Linked DNA regions of Sus scrofa: region 2 is linked to region 1. Evidence: chromatin contacts called from public Hi-C data. All regions are on one chromosome and are shown on one strand. The core of a region is the stretch at or near the end of the contact, and the rest is flanking DNA. Distances in the headings are between cores, read along the strand shown.

The links. A called contact is a pair of places that touch in the nucleus more often than the background predicts.
Region 2: a Hi-C map of liver shows a contact between it and region 1, with 2.4 times the contacts expected there. The contact joins two enhancer-like sites. A contact is called at or near these places in 1 of 5 promoter capture datasets (fetal liver) and 2 of 47 Hi-C or Micro-C datasets (both in liver).

The regions. Positions count from the first base shown.
Region 1 is chr7:46,780,966-46,785,837 of Sscrofa11.1, reverse strand. All of the region lies in intron 2 of GCM1 (chorion-specific transcription factor GCMa), which reads left to right. Among named protein-coding and RNA genes, the nearest start is that of GCM1, 15 kb to the left of the region's middle. Within about 2 kb of position 3,012, at least 1 of the 83 cell types and tissues checked has an H3K27ac peak or open chromatin away from gene starts, as enhancers often do. A contact at or near this core is called in liver, where this site is marked.
Region 2 is chr7:46,944,361-46,949,232 of Sscrofa11.1, reverse strand. The region is part of intron 2 of LOC106504565 (a long non-coding RNA gene); the gene reads left to right. Among named protein-coding and RNA genes, the nearest start is that of ELOVL5, 14 kb to the right of the region's middle. Within about 2 kb of position 2,897, at least 79 of the 83 cell types and tissues checked have an H3K27ac peak or open chromatin away from gene starts, as enhancers often do. A contact at or near this core is called in liver, where this site is marked.

The DNA of each region.
Region 1 (4,872 bases), core at 1,763-4,262:
CCCAGTCTTTTTTTGTTTTTTGTTTTTCCTTCTTCTTCTCTTTATGATTGCACCTGTGGCATATGGAAGTTCCCAGCTAGCAGTCAGATCAGAGCTGCAGCTGCTGGCCTATGGCACAGCCACAGCCACACCAGATCCAAGTCGCATCTGAAACCTATGCATAGCTTGCAGCAACACCAGATCCTTAACCCAGAGAGCAAGGCCAAGGATTGAACCCGCATCCTCATGGAGATATTAGGTCCTTAACCCACGGAACTCCTCCCCAGTCTGGATTTATAACCATTCCAGATTTTACTCTGATGAAGTGTTTCTTTTGTTTCTCATGTTTCTCCTTAACTCCCTTCCCCTGTTTTCTCCCAGTGGGTCTTAGAAGAGCTGCGGAGCCCAGAGTACGCCCTACTCTCCGTTCATGTAAGGATGGTTAAAGCCACCACAGCTAAATCACGCAAATAGTTATTTTAGGGATTTGTCGTTGCTTATAAATTGCTTTACAATTGTTGTAGCCGTTTTAGGGGAAACTTGAAGGTAAATTTTGATCACTCCAGGCTCAGGGACCCATATCCCTTAACACATGAGGGCAGCCCCCAAATAGAGACACTGGGCGTAAAATCAAGACAAAATCAAGAAGGAAGCAGGTTCATAGGTGATTTTTGCCAAGTCATATGCTACAGCGGGAGTTTTCATGGGTTCTGAGAACCTTCTGAAATGGCAGGCAACGCTGTACTCACATATAATTTTTTTCTGGGACAGAGGATTCATATCGTTCATCAGATCTGTAGACAAAAGAAAGGAAGAAACACTTCCCTGGAGGGGATCTCAGGCCTGATATAAGTTCATGTTCCAACATGAATTTTCCAAAACAAAAGCATTCTCAGCTCCCCAAGACGTTAAACTGAGACATGTCCAACAAAAACACACAGCTTTGGAAACGTATAATTTTTTTAGTTCATAGAAAAAGTCTGATTGCTCATGGAAATATGTAAATGGCCTTCAATGTATTAAATATGCCAGGGAAATGATTCTAAGTGCAAAACGTTCCTTAGTATTTTCTAAGCAGCATCAACACCGTCCTCATTTGGGTTTCTGCTGGCTTTGGAATCCTAGCAAGACTCGGTTGAAGTGAAAAATAAAAGGTCTTAGAAGGATTTCCAAAGCACATTAGGTTGTATATTTTGAGAGCATTTCTGAAGTCAGAGTGGTGAACTGGGAGAAGCGAGCCAGGAGATCACACCCCGGCTTTGAATCCCAATTCCGCCTCCTTTTATTTGTAGAATGACACAAGGTGGTTTAGCCTTTTTGAGATTCCCTGTCCTCTTCTGAAAATGAGGTGGTTGCACTAAATGCTCTCTTAGGGACCCTTTTAGTTCTTACAGTCTAGGATTCAGGGACCTGAGATTGGGAAAGGTAGCCTAAACCCTAGAATGGGGACCTGGTGCCAACCACACTGCCTGGCTCATGTTAGACACAAACGACAAATATGAAATTCACTAATGCATGGCTCTGTGGCTTTTCATCTGCGTGACTCTAAGCAAATCTATTTTCTTTTTTTTCAGTTCGGGTATAATTGATTTACAATGTTGTATTAATTTCTGCTGCACAGTAAAGTGATTCGTTTATGCAAATGGGTGTTTTTTTGTTTTGTTTTGTTTTGTTTTTTTGTCTTTTTGCCTTTTCTAGGGCCACTCCCGCAGCATATGGAGGTTCCTGGGCTAGGGGTCTAATTGGGGCTGTAGCTGCCGGCCTACACCACAGCCACAGCAATGCGAGATCTGAGCCGTGTCTGCGACATCTTCTGTGTCCATTCATCTGTCGATGGACATTTAGGTTTTTTCCATGTCTTGTCTATTGTGAATAGTGCTGCTATGAACATAGGGGTGCATGTATTTCTTTGAGTTATAGTTTCGTCTGGATATCTGCCCAGGAGTGGGATTGCTGAATCATACGGTAATTCTGTTTTTAGTTTTCTGAGGAATCTTCGTACTGTTTTCCACAGTGGCTGCACCAGCTTACATTCCCACCAAATGTGTAGGAGGGTTCCCTTTTCTCCACACCCTTTCCAGCATTTGTTGTTTAAACAAATCTATTTTCCTTAGTCTTTGTTACCACCTCTATAAAATGAAAATAGTAATTCTTTATATACTCTGCCTAAATCTCTAAGCTGTTTAGAACAGACGTGTTCCCAAAATGTGTTCTGTAGTATGTAAGTTATGGGGAATTTTAATGGGTACTGTGAAGGAAGAAAGGAAGTACTAAGTTTAACCAAGTTAAGCAGATATCTTTACTGCAGACCTGGTGCCTTTCTTATTGCACTGGTGGCGCTCCCAAAGGGAGGCTGTGTTGGCTATGTTGCCCTAACTTATTTTGATCGTGGAGCCCGCTTTTCGTGGAGCCCGCTTTTCATGCAGCCCTACAGGCGCTAAGTGTCTACCTGTTTGGGCATTAAAGATATATTTTAAAGGATTACATTTATAAAAGCCATCAATGGCTTGTAATTATTATATATTTCCCCAATTTCATTCTCTGTCCCACCCATACCAAGAATTTATAGTTTGTTTTTCATAGTTTGTTTGTATCTTCTTGCCAGGATTCCGGCAAATTCCTGCAACTTGCAGTCACATTCCTTTCTTGTTAGTCCATTCACCTGCTTCAAGTTTCAAGATGGTCACCTGAGAGCTCATTGCATGTTCTGGTCCTGGTTTCCACAGCCCTTTATACTTCCCAGATAGATCCAATTTGTTGTTTAATTTTTGGCCACAGTGAACAATGACATCCTCACCAGGACATCAGAGATTTTTGAGTGACTGGTATGTGCCAGACACAATAATGGGCCCAGGGGTACAGGGACCACTAAGCCAGGTTAACTTCCATGGAAGGCTAATGACCTGCTGGGGCCTGTGGAACAAGATCAGTGCCCAAACAGAGAATCAATGCCACAGAGAAAAATGCTACAGGTGCTGAAAGAAGGTGTATGTAATTCAGCATAACGAGGGCACAGGGAGCTAGGCAGAGGATTTGGCAAAGGGCTTGCTCTGGACAGGTACCTTGTGCAATGTGAGAGGGTTAGGTCAGATGAAGATAAGAGTTTGGGCCCCTGAATTTGAGGTCTATTCCATGGCTACTTTTGGCAAGGAGATCTGAAGGCCTCTGGCCTGAAAGGTGGTTCAGATGCAGGTTGTCCTAAGAGGATTTGGTTATTTTAAAGACAGTGGGAAGCTTATTGGGCTGGAAAGCATCATGATCAGATCTAAGGCCTGGAGAGTCTCTTGTCCTCACTAAGTCATCCCTCCCTGGATTGGTTTCACGTATGCTTCTCCTTTCTTTCAGCTGCATATATGTCTTTATAAATCTCCATTTCACTTGTTTCTGGCTGCTTGTCTAACTTGTTATTTCGATACCACTTCTTTATCCAGCCCCCCAGGGAGCCAGCCCAGAATTGCAGGCACCTAACTTACTAGAAACCATCATCAATAAAAGCTTCTTTATTCCAGAGAGTTCCCTGGGGGCACATCGGGTTAAGAATCCGATATTGTCAGCTCAGGTCTCTGCTGTGGCATGGGTTCGATCCTTGGCCTGGGAATTTCTGAGTGCTGCAGTACTGCCAAAAAAAGTTTCTTTATTCTGCTCGAGTGATGTAATACACCAATTTTGCTTTCCCTTCCTAGTCCCATAAATTATGTTTGCATTTTAAAAGTCCAAATGTAATTGCTTTAGTGTTTGCAAATGTCTGGGTTTGGGTTAGACTTATCTTCACTAAAAATGTTCATTGCGTGGTTTGTCACTTGGACACTTTTCATTAATACTGATTGTAATATTTGAGAGCTTTGAATCCTTAAGAAATTTTTTTTTCTGATTGAAAATCAGGAAGAAAATCAATTCTTTTTTCTCCTAAATAGGACCCGCTTAGCAGGGAGATGCAAGGCAGGCATGCCGCTCCCATCACCTGCCAGTTTCTCTGAGCAGGGCACAGAGTTCCAATAAGCACCGCAGCAGACAAACACCCAGAATCATTTTGTTTCTGAGCACAAGCGGTTTTCAGATTAAACCCATGACTAAAGCTACATGGGGCCATTAAGTCACACAATTCCAAGGTTTAAGTACTCTTTTTGTAGAGAAAACCTAAAACTGTACCTAGGCTAAACATAATTACAAGCCCACCTAAAGCCTGGTGAATCAACATCAAAGTGGCCACATCGTGTGTGTACGATAGGTCACTTTGCTGTACAGCAGAAATTGGCACATTATAAATCAACTACACTTTAATAAAAATAATAAATTAAAAAAAGTGGCCACATCTCTGATGAGTTAATTCCTGGACCAAGATTAAGTTTTTAAATTTATTTATTTATTTATTTAGTCTTCCGTCTTTTTAGGGCCGCAGCATATGAAGGTTCCCAGGCCAGGGGTCTAATCAGAGCTGTAGCCACCGGCCTACACCAGAGCCACAGCAACACCAGATCTGAGCTGCATCTGCAACCTACACCACAGCTCACGGCAACACCGGATCCTTAACCCACTGAGCAAGGCCAGGGATAGAGTCCATAACCCTACGGTCCCTAGTCGGATTCGTTTCCGCTGCGCCACGACGGGAACTCCTTTTAAATTTATTTTTAATTTTTAATTTTTGTTTTTTTGCCACACCCACAGCATATGGAAGTTTCCAGGCTAGGGATCAAACCCACACCTCAGCAGCGACCTGAGCCACTGCAGAGACAATGCCGGATCCTTAACCTACTGCGCCACATTGGGAACTCCTGGATTATGATTTTAAGCAGTGCATTTTCCTTTGCCTCTGTCTTACAAGCAGAGGAGAATCTTTGGGCTCATTCTGTGAATTCATGTAGATAAATGTAATCAGATGTGTCTTGGCATGAG
Region 2 (4,872 bases), core at 1,648-4,147, 160 kb before region 1:
ATTTTCAACCAAAAAATGATCTTTGTTTAGATTTCACAAACTTTACAGTTGAAAAAAGTAGATTCACATACCCACATTGTTCCAAATATACTTTGGAATGTGTAAATTAATGAAAATTAAATAGAATTTAAAATTCAGTTCCTCATTCACATTTCAAGTGTTCAGTACACACATAGGGCCAGTGGCTCCCACCCATACTGATAAGGTCTAACTAATTGGGTAGAAATGCCTCTCTTTGGCCCCATACAATCTGCTCCATCCTACCTTCCTCAGTCTGCTTCCCAGTCTTCCCCAACATGTATTCTAGATTGAATGATCCTGAACATTAATTCAAAAAAACATTTATTGTGCACTGACAATGTGCCAAGCACTGTGCTAACCGCTGGATATAATGGGAAACAAATCCATTTTTCCATGGAGCCCAAAAAAAGGAAAAGGTGGGGCCAGCAGACATTAAAAACAAATAACCACGTGTGTGTGTGTGTGTGTGTGTGTGTGTGTACATATATATATATATAGAGAGAGAGAGAGAATGCATACCCACACACATGTATATACACACACACCTAAATTGTTTATAAAATATACCCATATGGCGAAAAAGAGTGTGATGACAGGACAGGCAGATGTCAAAGAGCATCACACGAATAATATCTTAAAATTTTTGATAAGTACTTGGGTGAGGGGAAGATCTGATAGGAGTTATAATAGTGTGTTTTATGTAGAAGAGAAGCTTCCCAGAGGAAGCAACTTTAAGCTGAGACAGAAGGACAGATGACCTACTGAAAGAAGGGGCAGGGCAGTAAAGTGACAGGCAGAGTTCAGGGTGTGTAAAGAGCCTGGGGTGAGAAAAAGTTTCAGCTCTGAGAAACAAAGAGATCAGTAGTATGGTGCAAGTGTAGACAGTGGGGCCCCCCATGGACAGGTAAACAGGACTCGGTGTAGACAGTGAGGAGAATGGGCAAGGAAGCAGGACCCAGCACGTACAGGTCTTAACATCATCATAAGGATTTGGGGGTTTGTACCAAGTGCAACAGGAAAGCTCTTAAAGAATGTTTCAGGATGTTGGGCTGGCATTTCTTTTTTAAAGATCACTTTGACTGTTTGGGGAAGAAATGTCTCAACTCTTCAGCTTGGACCTCCTTCCTTCTTGGACCTGACCCCTGCTGCTTTGTCAAAGCTCAACCATAATTCTTGCCTTGTATTTATCTACTGTCACTTTAGGTACTGCCTTCCTTTACTGTTGTTACTCATGCTCAGCTCACTGATGTGCCTCACCTCTTTTCCAGAGGGCAGGAAAACCTTCATGCTCATTCTTGTGTGCCTGTAGCATGGATATGGAGCAGACAGACATGGCCAATCGGTTAAATCAGACTGAGTTCAAAGTCTAATCATAGTTTGCTACTTTCTCCCTCCAAAAAGCATTCTGTGACCTAATTCACTCTGTCTTTGATCCAACTTCTCTGTACTCTGCTTGCCACAAAGGCTGAAGTCCCTGAATAAGACCTTGGCAGCCCTCCGGCATCCGGGCTGGCAATACTTAATTATGAAAAGGGATTTTGTTTCAGGTCAGGCTAAGGTTACAAAAGGCATCAGCCCATATGTGACCTGGCACTTCAGAGCTTCAAGGAACTCTCCTTCAAAGTCCTGGCATGAAAACTATATACTTAACAGGATTCTTAAGAAATGCAAGAGTTCCCATTGTGGCTCAGCAATAACAAACTCGACTAGCATCCATGAGGACGCATGTTGGATCCCTGGCCTTGCTCAGTGGATTAAGGATCCAGCGTTGCCGTGAGCTGTGGTGTACGTCGCAGACTCGGCTCGGATCCCGCGTTGCTGTGACTGTGGTATAGGCTGGCAGCTACAGCTCCAATTAGACCCCTAGCTCGGGAACCTCCATATGCTGAGGGTGTGCCCCCCCCCCAAAAGAAATGCAAATCCACCTCCAAGAAGTGATTGTCCTGGAGTGGATGTACCTTAGCTAAGGGTGCCAAAAGCATTAGATTTCTTTCTACCTTCCAATTGCTGTGGATTTCATGACCTGAGGGGGAAAGTGTGGAAAGGGCCCAAGCTGTGTGACATACAAACTGTGACCTTAGCCAGATTAAGCTCTGAGCCTGTTCTGACATCTGTTTTTTATTTTATTTGTCTTTTAGGGCTACAAGTGTAGTATATGGAAGCTTCCAGGCTAGGGGCTAAAGAGGAGCTACAGCTACCGGCCTACACCACAGTAAAGCCAGATCTGAGCCTTATAGGTGACCACCACAGATCACAGCAACATGGGATCCTTAACCCACTGAGACCGGGGGTGGAACCCACATCCTCATGGATCCTAGTTGGTTAGTTACTGCTGAACCACAAGGAGAACTCCTATTTTAACATCTAAAACGGGTATACTAAAACCTATTCCTACAACTGGTGAGAAGGGAAAATACCTAGTAGCAGTTTGTGATCAAACTGCTTTCTGTGTCTTTAAGGTTTTTAGGGGGGAGAAGGGCAAGGGAGAAAGAAGGGAGTTACCTTTGTCACCAATAGAAAAGCCAGTAGGTTTCCTTTTAGTCCTTCCTGGTAAGAAGACATTGTAAGGATATCTCAGAAGGGGAAAAAAATGTGAAATATACTATGAGAAATTTTTCAGTATCACACAATTTATGAGGATACAAAAGGTAAATAAAATTTTAACCTCAACAAAGCAGCCTTTTGTTTTACCCTAAACTCTGGGGCAGCCTGGACAACCACTAACAAAGTCTACCAATTCGGTTAGTTCCCGGATTATAAAAGATGACTGTGAAAGATGAGTAAGGATTTCAGGCTTCTCTCCACAGTCCCTCCCCAGCAGCACACTTGGGCTGAGCTGCCCAGGGGCACATTTTCTAGCTGCTTCATCACCGCTTCCACCCCCCCGCCCGCCACCCTCACGCAGTTCCACCAAGTGGGGCGTTTAGGGACTGGGGGCGTCCTATGTGTCCATCTGGATGCCCTGGGTCCAGGGGGGCCTGGGACCACCGAAGTCTGGACCACTGTCCATTCTTCCCCCAGGGCCCCGGATACTCTCACATCCCAGGACTCCTCCCTCGCAGGGCGCCTCCTCACCCGGGACCCAATCCCCGCCAGGTCAGATCGGGGCTGAGGCCGGTCATTGCCCGGGAGTGACCCGGGCCTAGCGCGAGCCCGGGGCGGGGAAGGGGTGAGCGCGCGCGCCCGGCGAGGCCCCGCCCCATCGCCAGATGCAACGCCGTAGGTGCGCGGTGATTGGCGGGTGCTGCCGCGGGATGAATGGGGTGACCGGGGCGGGGGAGCGGGGCGGGGGCGCGGGCGGTTAACGGTCCACCAGCCCTGCGAATGGAGGAGGGGCCGGGGGAGTCCGGTTCTGGTCCCCCGGCCTGGAGTGGGTGTGGGGGGCCGGAAGTGATGGGGCCCCCGCGCGGTGTAGGTCCGGACTCTGGGCCCGGTCGGAGCCGAGGGAGGAAAAGCTCCGGCCCTCGGGAGGGTGACAAAGGGCGTCCCGCCCCTGAGGACCCTTCCTGGGCACTTGTAGCCCAGAGTCCAAAGATGGCCCGGAGCATTTCGGAGGAAGAGCTATGCTAGGAATCCTGTCCCGATACGCAGCTTTTTCCCGTCCCTCCACCAGTACCCCCCCCTTTTTTTTTTTGTCTTTTTGCTATTTCTTGGGCCGCTCCTGTGGCATATGGAGGTTCCCAGGCTAGGGGTCGAATCGGAGCCGTAGCCACCGGCCTACGCCAGAGCCACAGCAACGCAGGATCCGAGCCGCGTCTGCAACCTACACCACAGCTCACGGCAACGCCGGATCGTTAACCCACTGAGCAAGGGCAGGGATCGAACCCGCAACCTCATGGTTCCTAGTCGGATTTGTTAACCATTGCACCACGACGGGAACTCCACCAGTACCCTTTTTTGACTTCCCGTTTTACATTCGGTCACCCAACAAATATCTATTGAGGACGTATTTTATGCCTGGCACACCCAGCGAACAAGGCACACTTGTTCCTGCCATCCTGAAGTTTAAAGGCTAAGTGGGAAGGAAGGGATAAAAATAGTACGCAAAACAATCGTAGATTGTGTCAAGTGCTGTGAACTGAGTAAGAGCTAGTGTCTGGGAAGGGAGATGAGGTAAGCCGGGTGTTAGCCCAAGTAATAGGAGAGCTATCTGCAAAAGTGACTTAAAGTTAAAACCTGGAAAAGGGGAGGTGGACAGTTTTAAGTAGAAGGTATAGACTTGCAAAGGCCCTGCTCCTTCAAAACTCTTCTCATCCTCTCCAATGTCTGAATTCCTGTGGCACTTTTTAAGGTATAGCACTTTTTAGCCTAGTATTGTAGTTTTATTATCTCAATTCCTGGTCCCCGAAGAACATTCAGTAAACATCCACTTAGCATCCACTAACTTGTGGATATCCTGCTAAGTGCCTAAGTTCATTTACAAAGTGAATAGAAGATTGATGAAGGTTTCCTGAATGTTCATTTTGTCCTTTTGTGCCTGTCGTATAAACTCACTGTAGCACCCTTGACCCTAGTTTTGGGGGATTTTTATTGATTTATTTAATCACAACCCAACTTTCCAGGCTTTCACACTTTCAGAGTTTGGTTACTTAATTGGGTGATCTAATAAACTAATTGGGTCTACCCATAAGTGAATAAAACTACAGTGCATTATTCTTCCCATATAATGTTTGTGTTTGTTTTTAATGTTTATGTTTTAACAGTAACCTATAGTGCCTTAATTCAAAGTAATGAGTAAAAATCGGAGGCACTTGACCAGCCCCCTGACTTGAAAAAAGTTTTATTGATGTTGGCATGAGAACGAGGGTCCCTTCCCAGTAAACCCTCATTCAATGCAGTGGCAGCATTATT